Regions from separate parts of the Zea mays genome. Here regions 1 and 3 are each linked to region 2. The links are chromatin contacts, called in public Hi-C maps. All regions are on one chromosome and are shown on one strand. The core of a region is the stretch at or near the end of the contact, and the rest is flanking DNA. Distances in the headings are between cores, read along the strand shown.

The links. Hi-C and Micro-C count contacts between places; a contact is called where the count stands out from the background.
Region 1: a Hi-C map of ear shows a contact between it and region 2, with 4 times the contacts expected there. The contact joins the promoter of LOC100284931 here to the promoter of LOC100273941 in region 2. A contact is called at or near these places in 2 of 25 Hi-C or Micro-C datasets (ear and tassel).
Region 3: a contact with region 2 is called in a Hi-C map of ear, with 2.8 times the contacts expected there. The contact joins the promoter of LOC100284857 here to the promoter of LOC100273941 in region 2. A contact is called at or near these places in 2 of 25 Hi-C or Micro-C datasets (ear and tassel).

Annotation. Positions count from the first base shown.
Region 1 is chr1:178,102,754-178,105,702 of Zm-B73-REFERENCE-NAM-5.0, reverse strand. LOC100284931 reads left to right here and starts at 1,253. Exons shown (of 3, transcript NM_001372149.1): 1 at 1,253-1,939; 2 at 2,184-2,490; 3 at 2,646-2,949. The coding sequence starts at 1,350. The coding sequence ends at 2,801. It overlaps LOC100273038 (hydrolase-like protein), which reads left to right. Exons shown (of 10, transcript NM_001147487.1): 10 at 59-593.
Region 2 is chr1:177,764,636-177,767,462 of Zm-B73-REFERENCE-NAM-5.0, reverse strand. LOC100273941 reads left to right here and starts at 1,482. Exons shown (of 1, transcript NM_001148332.1): 1 at 1,482-2,827. The coding sequence starts at 1,541. The coding sequence ends at 2,542. LOC111590625 (U2 spliceosomal RNA) reads left to right here and starts at 205; the gene lies at 205-392.
Region 3 is chr1:177,400,441-177,403,393 of Zm-B73-REFERENCE-NAM-5.0, reverse strand. LOC100284857 reads left to right here and starts at 1,685. Exons shown (of 5, transcript NM_001413141.1): 1 at 1,685-1,937; 2 at 2,774-2,901. The coding sequence starts at 2,874.

The sequences.
Region 1 (2,949 bases), core at 4-2,503, 340 kb before region 2:
CCATGCATATGATGTTTGTCGGTTCACTGACAGTCTTCTACTCTTCGCTGTATATCAGGAAAATATGCCATACTCAGCGAACCGCGCCAGGCTTTCTGGCTGATGTAACATCCATTCCCACTTGTGAAGAAAGTGCAAACTGACTAAAAAGGCGAGCCTATTTGGTGCATCATTTTACGTTTCGCTAGTTTATACGTGAATCTCTGAATAAAAAAGAGAAAAAGAAAAGAAAAGAGAGAGAGTAGCCACTTGCTAGTAGCTGGTTCAGTGCCCCGGCAAATTAATGGCCATCTCCCTGGTAAAGGTAGTCGAATGTTCTTGTAATCTTGTCAATTGGAAGCTACACTGCACTGGATGCATGCCCACCAGTCGAACTGAGCATGCGATTTTTTTTCCCTCGGTCGCGCCCGGGTCATGTATTGTAGTATACCGTAAGAGGAAAGTCGATTGAGCATGTTCGTGGCGCCAGACCGAGCCACACGATCTCCAAGACTCTTGCTTGTGAAGAGCACGCAGATGACTCCTACTCTAGGTTCACCAATGTTTGTCGCTCAAACTTTTTAAGTTTGACTAGATTTATAAAATATATTAGTAATATTTATATCTTCAAATAACTTTACTATAAAAATAAATTCAAAAATCTATCTAACGATATTAATTATGTACTATAAATATTAATATTTTTATATAAATGTGGTCAAAGTTAATAATGTTTGACTAAAAGTGAAACGATTCATGGTCTAGGCCTGATTCCTGAGTATCAGCAGAGGTTTCTTTAAGAAAAACTACTACTCTTTTTTCGTAAGGGGGTGTTTGGTTGCTCCTGCTAAAGTTTAGCCCGGGTCACATCAAACGTTTGACTTTTAAATATGAGTATGAAATATAGACCCAACCAACTGGACTAGATTCGTCTCGTCTTTTAATCTTTGGCTGACAAATTAGTTTTATAATCCGACTACATTTAATATCCGGAACGGAGGTTCAAACATTCGATGGGACAGAGACTAAATTTTAGCGGGGTGTAACCAAACACCCCTAAAAGAAGTTCTGACTTCCAATCTCTACCTTGGGCTTCCAAAAAAAATTTGCCGTTCATCCAAGCAGGCCGGTCCCTGGCCCACATGCCGCGCGCACGCGCGCGCACACACGCCGACACGCGGCACGGCCAGTAGGGCAGGCGCGGGCCGTGTGTGTGAGAAGGAGAGGACGGCACCGCGCAGCGCCGCAGCCCATCCATCCAATACGCCCACCAGCCACCACACATCCTCTCTCCCTTCCAGTCCCAGGAGCGTGGCCTCACTCTCCTCGTCGCATCCCCCCTCCTCATCTTCGCAGCGCGGGCGGCGGCAATGGCGATGGCCTCCACCTACGCGCCGGGCGGAGGCGCGCGGGCGCTCGCGCAGGGTAGATGCAGGGTCCGCGGTCCCGCGGGGCTGGGCTTCCTCGGCCCCTCCAAGGCCGCCGGCCTCCCCCGCCCCCTCGCCCTCGCCAGGCGGATGAGCAGCCCCGTCGCGGTGGGCGCCAGGCTGCGATGCGCGGCGTCGTCGTCCCCCGCGGCGGCGCGGCCCGCCACGGCGCCGCGCTTCATCCAGCACAAGAAGGAGGCCTTCTGGTTCTACCGCTTCCTCTCCATCGTGTACGACCACGTCATCAATCCGGGCCACTGGACCGAGGACATGCGCGACGACGCGCTGGAACCTGCCGACCTCTTCAGCCGCCACCTCACGGTCGTCGACGTCGGCGGCGGCACGGGGTTCACCACGCTCGGCATCGTCAAGCACGTCAACCCGGAGAACGTCACGCTGCTCGACCAGTCCCCGCACCAGCTCGACAAGGCCCGGCAGAAGGAGGCCCTCAAGGGGGTCACCATCATGGAGGGCGACGCCGAGGACCTCCCGTTCCCCACCGACTCCTTCGACCGATACATCTCCGCCGGCAGGTCTCTTCTCGTCCTCCCCTGCCGCTCGATTCGCTACTGTCCGTGTATACCATCCTGTGCGTATTGTGAATATGTTCCAAATAAGCGGTGCTGCGATGATTGCACATTCCATTAGGGCCTGTTTGGAAGAAGGGGATTAAAGGGAATTAATCATCCCCTTGCTCCCAAACAAGCCATTAGTATGACAGCTGAGCTACCCAAGTACGGATTGCTGATTTTCCTGCCCTGTCATGGTGCTTTGCAGCATCGAGTACTGGCCAGACCCACAGCGGGGGATCAAGGAAGCCTACAGGGTCCTGAGATTTGGTGGGCTAGCTTGTGTGATCGGCCCGGTCTACCCGACCTTCTGGCTGTCCCGCTTCTTCGCCGACATGTGGATGCTCTTCCCCAAGGAGGAAGAGTACATCGAGTGGTTCAAGAAGGCTGGGTTTAGGGATGTCAAGCTGAAGAGGATTGGACCGAAGTGGTACCGCGGTGTCCGAAGGCATGGCCTCATCATGGGCTGCTCCGTCACAGGCGTCAAGAGAGAGCGCGGTGACTCTCCCTTGGAGGTACCTTTTCCTTTTCATTTTGCTAATAACAATGGAAAGAGGTGGCGCTTCTGGTTCTGGCACATCTCGTTAAGACTCTAGATTGTTCATTTTCCTGCAAGTAGGTAGGCATTCAATGGCTTTGGTATGAGTTCTCCGTTTTATTTCCTATGCAGCTTGGTCCCAAGGCGGAGGATGTCAGCAAGCCAGTGAATCCGATCACCTTCCTCTTCCGCTTCCTCGTAGGAACGATATGTGCTGCCTACTATGTTCTGGTGCCTATTTACATGTGGATAAAGGACCAGATCGTGCCAAAAGGCATGCCAATCTGAGTGAAGGGAATGAGCTGCATGGAAGAGAGGATAGCCAACGTCTGAATTTTACTCTTCTCTATATTAGACGCTTCCTGCCTGTTTTGTATTAATACCTCTTGTTTTCCTTCTGCTATTTACTTCTTGCACTGCTGTTCCTGTTTGTGGT
Region 2 (2,827 bases), core at 233-2,732:
TGGCGTACTTGTGCTTTTTTCTATGTCTTGCTAAACTTGGAGAAAATTGTTAAGCCTTTACCATAAATGAATTTACATATGTTACCTATGAAATCTCAATGATGATTTTGGTCAGGGCATCAGATCTACACCATCTTCTCGCTCCAAGTCCTAAGCCAAAACATTGGCTATAATTTAATTCGAATATAGGGGCTTCTTTTCAACTCATTTTTTCGGTCTTTTGGCTGAGATCAAGTGTAATATTTGTTTCACCAGTTCAATATCTGGTATATAAACAATATGTTCACTTTGACATTAAATTCATTTATTATGGGTATTTTTATGTGGATGGTCCATTAAACTCTCAAGTGCCGCTTGCTCGTCCAATCAATATCTGGTTGGGTACCGTCGCAATGTATTAGACTAGTGAGAGTTAATTAGTGGGTTACAGTCTTAAGTGTTTGTCTAATGCCTACACACATTTTAAACTGGAACCAGTTGAGAATTTCCATCGGATATATATAAAGTATCTCGTCGATGGAGCTTGCACTGGGCTGCGATATACATACTACAGTACCAAGGGCCAAGAGGCTATAAATACATATCAATCCATGTGCAGATTGGAAAGCATCGAGTGTGTGTTTAAATCCCTAATTAACAAATCAAAATCTTTCTCAGTTTTTTAATCTCATATCCAATCTATGATGAGAATAACCGAACATGGCCGTACGAGGGTGGTGGGTGAAAGGATATGAATTCTGCAAAAACAATCTATCAAGAAGCTCTTACACCATATGCAAAGTAGGGGGGAAATTACATCCGGGGTATGAATTTTTGTCACCGCGCGTGCAGTACGTCACGCGCTTTTGTATTAGTCAAGCTAAGGTCCATCTGCCATGCACATTATTAGCACATTTAGTCATCGTGTTGCCAACAAGTGGATGTTTCATATTTTTTGTACGACCATATCAAAGGCTTCATCCGAACAAAATGTGTGTATGCATGTGTCATCTCATTTACTACTTATATATGTGGGTTAGTGGTTAGTACAGTTTTAATTGTTTGTCTAATGCCTACACGCACATTTTGAATTGGATGAGGTTGAGAATTTTCATAGCATATATCTTCTACTGTATAAAGCACCAATTATTTTTACGGTTACACGGCTTCTACCATCGTTGTGCTCCCACACATTTAAATGATAAAATAATTAAAATTATACTACATAAATAGAGATTTAAACCATTGTTCATTGGCTCTAAACTCACGTTCACACCCACCTAACTAACAGAATACATGTCTTTGTACTTTATACTCTATAATTAAACATAAATGAAAATTGTAGCAACATACGGCCATTTTTACGAGTATATAATATAATGAATCTCAACCATGTAGCTAGTCATGGGCTGTGTCGCTGCGACAATATACATACAGTTGCAAGGGCCAAGCGGCTATAAATACGTGTTTAGGTGTATCATGGTGATAACGCGCCAATAGAACAAGAGGAAGTTGTTGCCCTAGCTAGCTAGTGTAGAGTGTGTAGACGAAGCCACACACCATGGCCGCAGACGAAGGCCAGGTCTTCAACTACTGCAAGCTCGCGCAGGCCGCCTACGCCGCCTACGACGACCACAATGGCACCTGCCGCTACTCCCTGGCCGACATGCTGCCCGCCGTCGGCCTCGGCGGCAGCGGCTACGTGGCCACCTCGTTCATCTACGCCACCGTCAACATCTTGGCCGGCGACGGCGTGAACGAGGGAAACGACGACGACGGTTGCCAGCACGAGCAGCACTGGATCGGATACGTGGCCCTCGCGACCGACGCCGAGCGCGACCGCGTCGGGTACCGCGACATCGCGGTCGTGTGGCGCGGCACGTCGGCGCTGGACGAGCTGCTCAAGGACCTGCAGGCGGTCCTCGTTCCGATCCACGGCGAGCAGCAGGCCGGGACAGTGCGGGTGGAGAGGGGCTTCGAGAGCCTGTACACGTCCAGCTGCGAGGCCTGCGCCATGCGGACCAGCGCGCGCACCCAGGTGCTGGCCGAGCTGACCCGGCTGGTGACGTACGTGAGGAGCAGGCACCCCGGCGAGAAGATCCGCGTCACGGCCACCGGGCACAGCCTCGGCGGCGCGCTGGCCCTGCTGGCCGCGTGGGACGCCGCCGCCCCCGCGGCGGCGCTCGGGGTGGTGGCCGCCGTCAGAGCCGTGACGTTCGCGGCCCCCCGCGTCGGCAACCAGGCGTTCTGCGACGAGCTCGTGGCCGGGCAGCGCCACGTGTCCGTGCAGCGCGTCATCGTCGACCGCGACGTCGTGCCCACGCTGCCGCCGACTTTCTTCGGGTACGCGGACGCCGGCACCAACGTTCGCCTGCTTAGCTCAGGCGGGTCAGGGCGCTTCCCCCTGCCGTTCCTTACCTTGCTCGAGCCATTGCGCTTCCACAGCATCAAGCAGTACCTGCGCCTCCTAGACCCGGCGCCGGCGCCGCCGCAGGCGCGGGCGCCGGTGCCGGCCGACCATCTCGTCCCTGTCCCTGAGGCCGAGCTGGATAATATGATCTGACAGACAGATGTTCGTGGTGTGGCTTTGTTCGGTTCGTGTGTTGAGCTACTGTTACGTACGTTTACATCCACTACTGGATCGTATGCGTTCTTCGGTGTGGTTGAATTGTTCGTGTCTCGTGTGAGTTGAAAATCTGTTTTGATCGAGTCTTTTGAAGTTTGATGACAACAATAATCGGAACTTTTTTTTGTAAGATCTGTGGCACGTTTGTTTATGACTTTATATCTGCGATGAAGAAGTCGAGTAGCTGGTGGAAACTGACAAACGAAGTAAACAGATGATGCT
Region 3 (2,953 bases), core at 436-2,935, 360 kb after region 2:
CCGAGCAGTCGCTCAACCCTAACCCTAACCGAGAGTCGCCGCCAATAAAAATCGTGTCGGGCTGGCCCGAGCACGTTCCACGAAGGCGTGTCGGGCTAGTTGGGCCGTCGGGCCACCAGCCGAAGCACGGCCCAGCCCGTCTAACGTGTCGTGCTAGCCCGGTTTTTTTTAATTCGTGCTAGGCCGGGCTACGTGCCTTCCATTTCGTGTCGGGCTCGTGCTAGCCCAGTAAGCACAACCCAAACTTGCAGGACTACGTGTGGTACCATGTTTCTTGATATGCTTCACCCCTTCCCCGTTAGGCCCCGTTCGACATGCCAGCGTCCAAACCAGGCTAGGATCGAAAGCAGCCCAGGATCAAGTGATACATATGTTGTCACTAATTCCTAGTCACTAGACCAAGAACTAATTCGGGAGGTAGCTCATCAGGACTCGTTCTAGACCAAGAATTGAGCGAAGAGAATTCAAATCAGGTGGGTCTGTTTCTAGTCCAGATTAAAACGAACGGCTCTAACAGACTGGGCTGGATTTTAAGCCGGGTTAATTCATCCCGCCTGGAAAGAGGCCGGGAATAGGCCGTTCCGGCCGAAACGAACGACGCCTTAGAGTTTATTCAATCTAGAAGAAGATTAGAGATGATTAAATCTATTTCTATTTAATTTTGACTAGAAGTAAATTTAATCATCTCTAATCCTTCCTAATCTAGATCTAACCAAACAAGCCCTTAAAATTTATCATAACTTGACATCTTATCATGTTCTACCTAGAATTTATCTGGCCATCAGTTTACTAACCATCTACTCCCACATCAGGTAACTGTCGTCTACGCACCCTAGCGTTGATCTCAGATACACAACAAAAACATGAGATCGTTTCAGTTTCGAGTGAGGTTGCACTGTCTGCTGCAGGTTCCACTGTTTCCTCGGGTCTGTCCCAGCGCCGCTCGCCGCCGGGTCCCGACGGCGCCGCTCCAGGCTCCAGCCCGCCGCCGCCTCGGCCTCACCCGCCGTCCGCTCTGTCATCCTCGGCCACCCGCAAGCTCCAGTCCAGAGCCCAGTCATATGTAGTTCATGGTGCTGGCGCGTTCTGAGGATCACGTCTCAACACGAATCTTGGAACACACCAAACGGCCTAAAAGAATCTGATAGACCTGGACCCTGTTTGGTTCGTGGCTAACTTTGTCACACTCTAACTAAGATTAGTCATCCGAATTGAAAATCTAACCTTAGACAGAAAAGTTAGGTAAAGTGTGATAAGTTAGACAGAAAATCAAACATACTCCAAAGCAACAAAACCAGCCACAGGAAATTTGCAAAAAAAAAAAGTTCTTAGCCAAGAAACTGTGGACGTACGTACGTGGAACTTGCACGGTGGTACTAGAAGCATCTGTGGTGGAGTGCCGCAGAGGATCCAATCCAAGCGATTCTTCCTTCACAGTACGCCACCGCGACAACGGAATTTTACTGTCTATGAGGATGAGGTTATTAAATTAACTATAATAAAGTTATAGAAGAGAAGTCTACTCGCGATAGTTACTAACTAACAAGGATGTAAATATATATAGAAAAATTTTAAAACAAGTCTTACCACGTTGTAATTTCTAATAACTGGAGCAAATAAAGAGATGAGGGAGATTAATAAAAATAAAGTCTATAAAAATTGGCGCTAGAAATCTGTGGCTGCGATGCATCCAGGTCCACGCGACCACTCTGATACAGGTCACCAGCGGTGGGCCCCACCACCCAGACGGGTCCTGGTTCCTCCCCCTCCAAGCCGGCTCCCAAATTTGAGGCCCAAAGCCCCGTCGGCCCCCATCGCCACGCCGCCGGCCACGCCCCAGACGACCCCGCCCGCCGCCGCCGCCTCCCGCTCCCTCCGCGCGCAGCCCTCGTCCGGCCGCCCGGGTCCGAGCGCGCTCGCTCCTCCTCCCCACGTCGGTGAGTGTTGGTTGTGCCCCCGAATCCTCGGCGCCTCCCTCTGTGCTGCGTGTAGGTTCCCTGCGCTTTTGCCCGTCCAATCCGGAGAATTCCCTCTCCCCCGTGCACTTCTCCGTGGGTTCTGTCTCCCTCTGCCGCACCTGCCCGACACAATTCCGCCGCAATTCGAGTCGGCTCGTCCAGTCCGCCGCCGACGCGCGGCGGCGTCGCGGGTTGTCTCCCGGAAACTTTAGGGTTCCGTTCGACACCCACGGACTCCGTCCCTGGCGTCCTCCCGTCTAGGAATTCTCGTCGTATGTTGCTGCTGCGGCGGCGGCCTGTTTGGACGCACGAATTTCACGAGCGGAACAGACGGTTCGAATTCGCACAGTAACCGAGGGCGGTTCACTCAGCTGCGAACCCGGGCGTGAATATTGTACGTAGCTGTAGATTGTTAAGCCTGCCGAGCTACTTGGGTGCCAGGAAGTTTGTAGAGTGTGTATTTTGTGCATAGCCGTGCATTGTCACGCCAGCCGAGCTACTTGCTACTCGGGTGGTAGGAAGGTGTAGAGTGTACGCCTTGCTGTTTGCAGAATTAGCCGCTGGCGCAGGTTCCTCTGCCAGCCTTTTTCTTGCGCACAGGCAATTCACTTGGAGTATTTATATTTCTCACCTACACCCATTTGAATTATTCCCCATCAATTTCTTGCCGTAAGAGGTTTAGCCTCCGGTTTATATTGTTGAAAAAAGCAACTTCTGTGGTCTCTAAGATTCCTCACACTTAGGTTCACAAAATTTCTTGGCGCGCTTAGTCCATAGGTTGCAGGTTGCTAACAGAGCTCTGTGCTTGTGTTCAGGACAGTTTAAGTGTGGCTTCATTGCATGAGTAGTTGCAGTTAGCGTGGCTTTTCTCCGTGCTTGCTCCTGGTCGTGCTTTGCCTTGCAAAGGAAGGAATCATGACATCTGTTGTTCACAGTGTTTCAGGTATGCTTGATTCATCCAAAGTCGTGCCATATTTTTTCGCCCTAGCACTAGA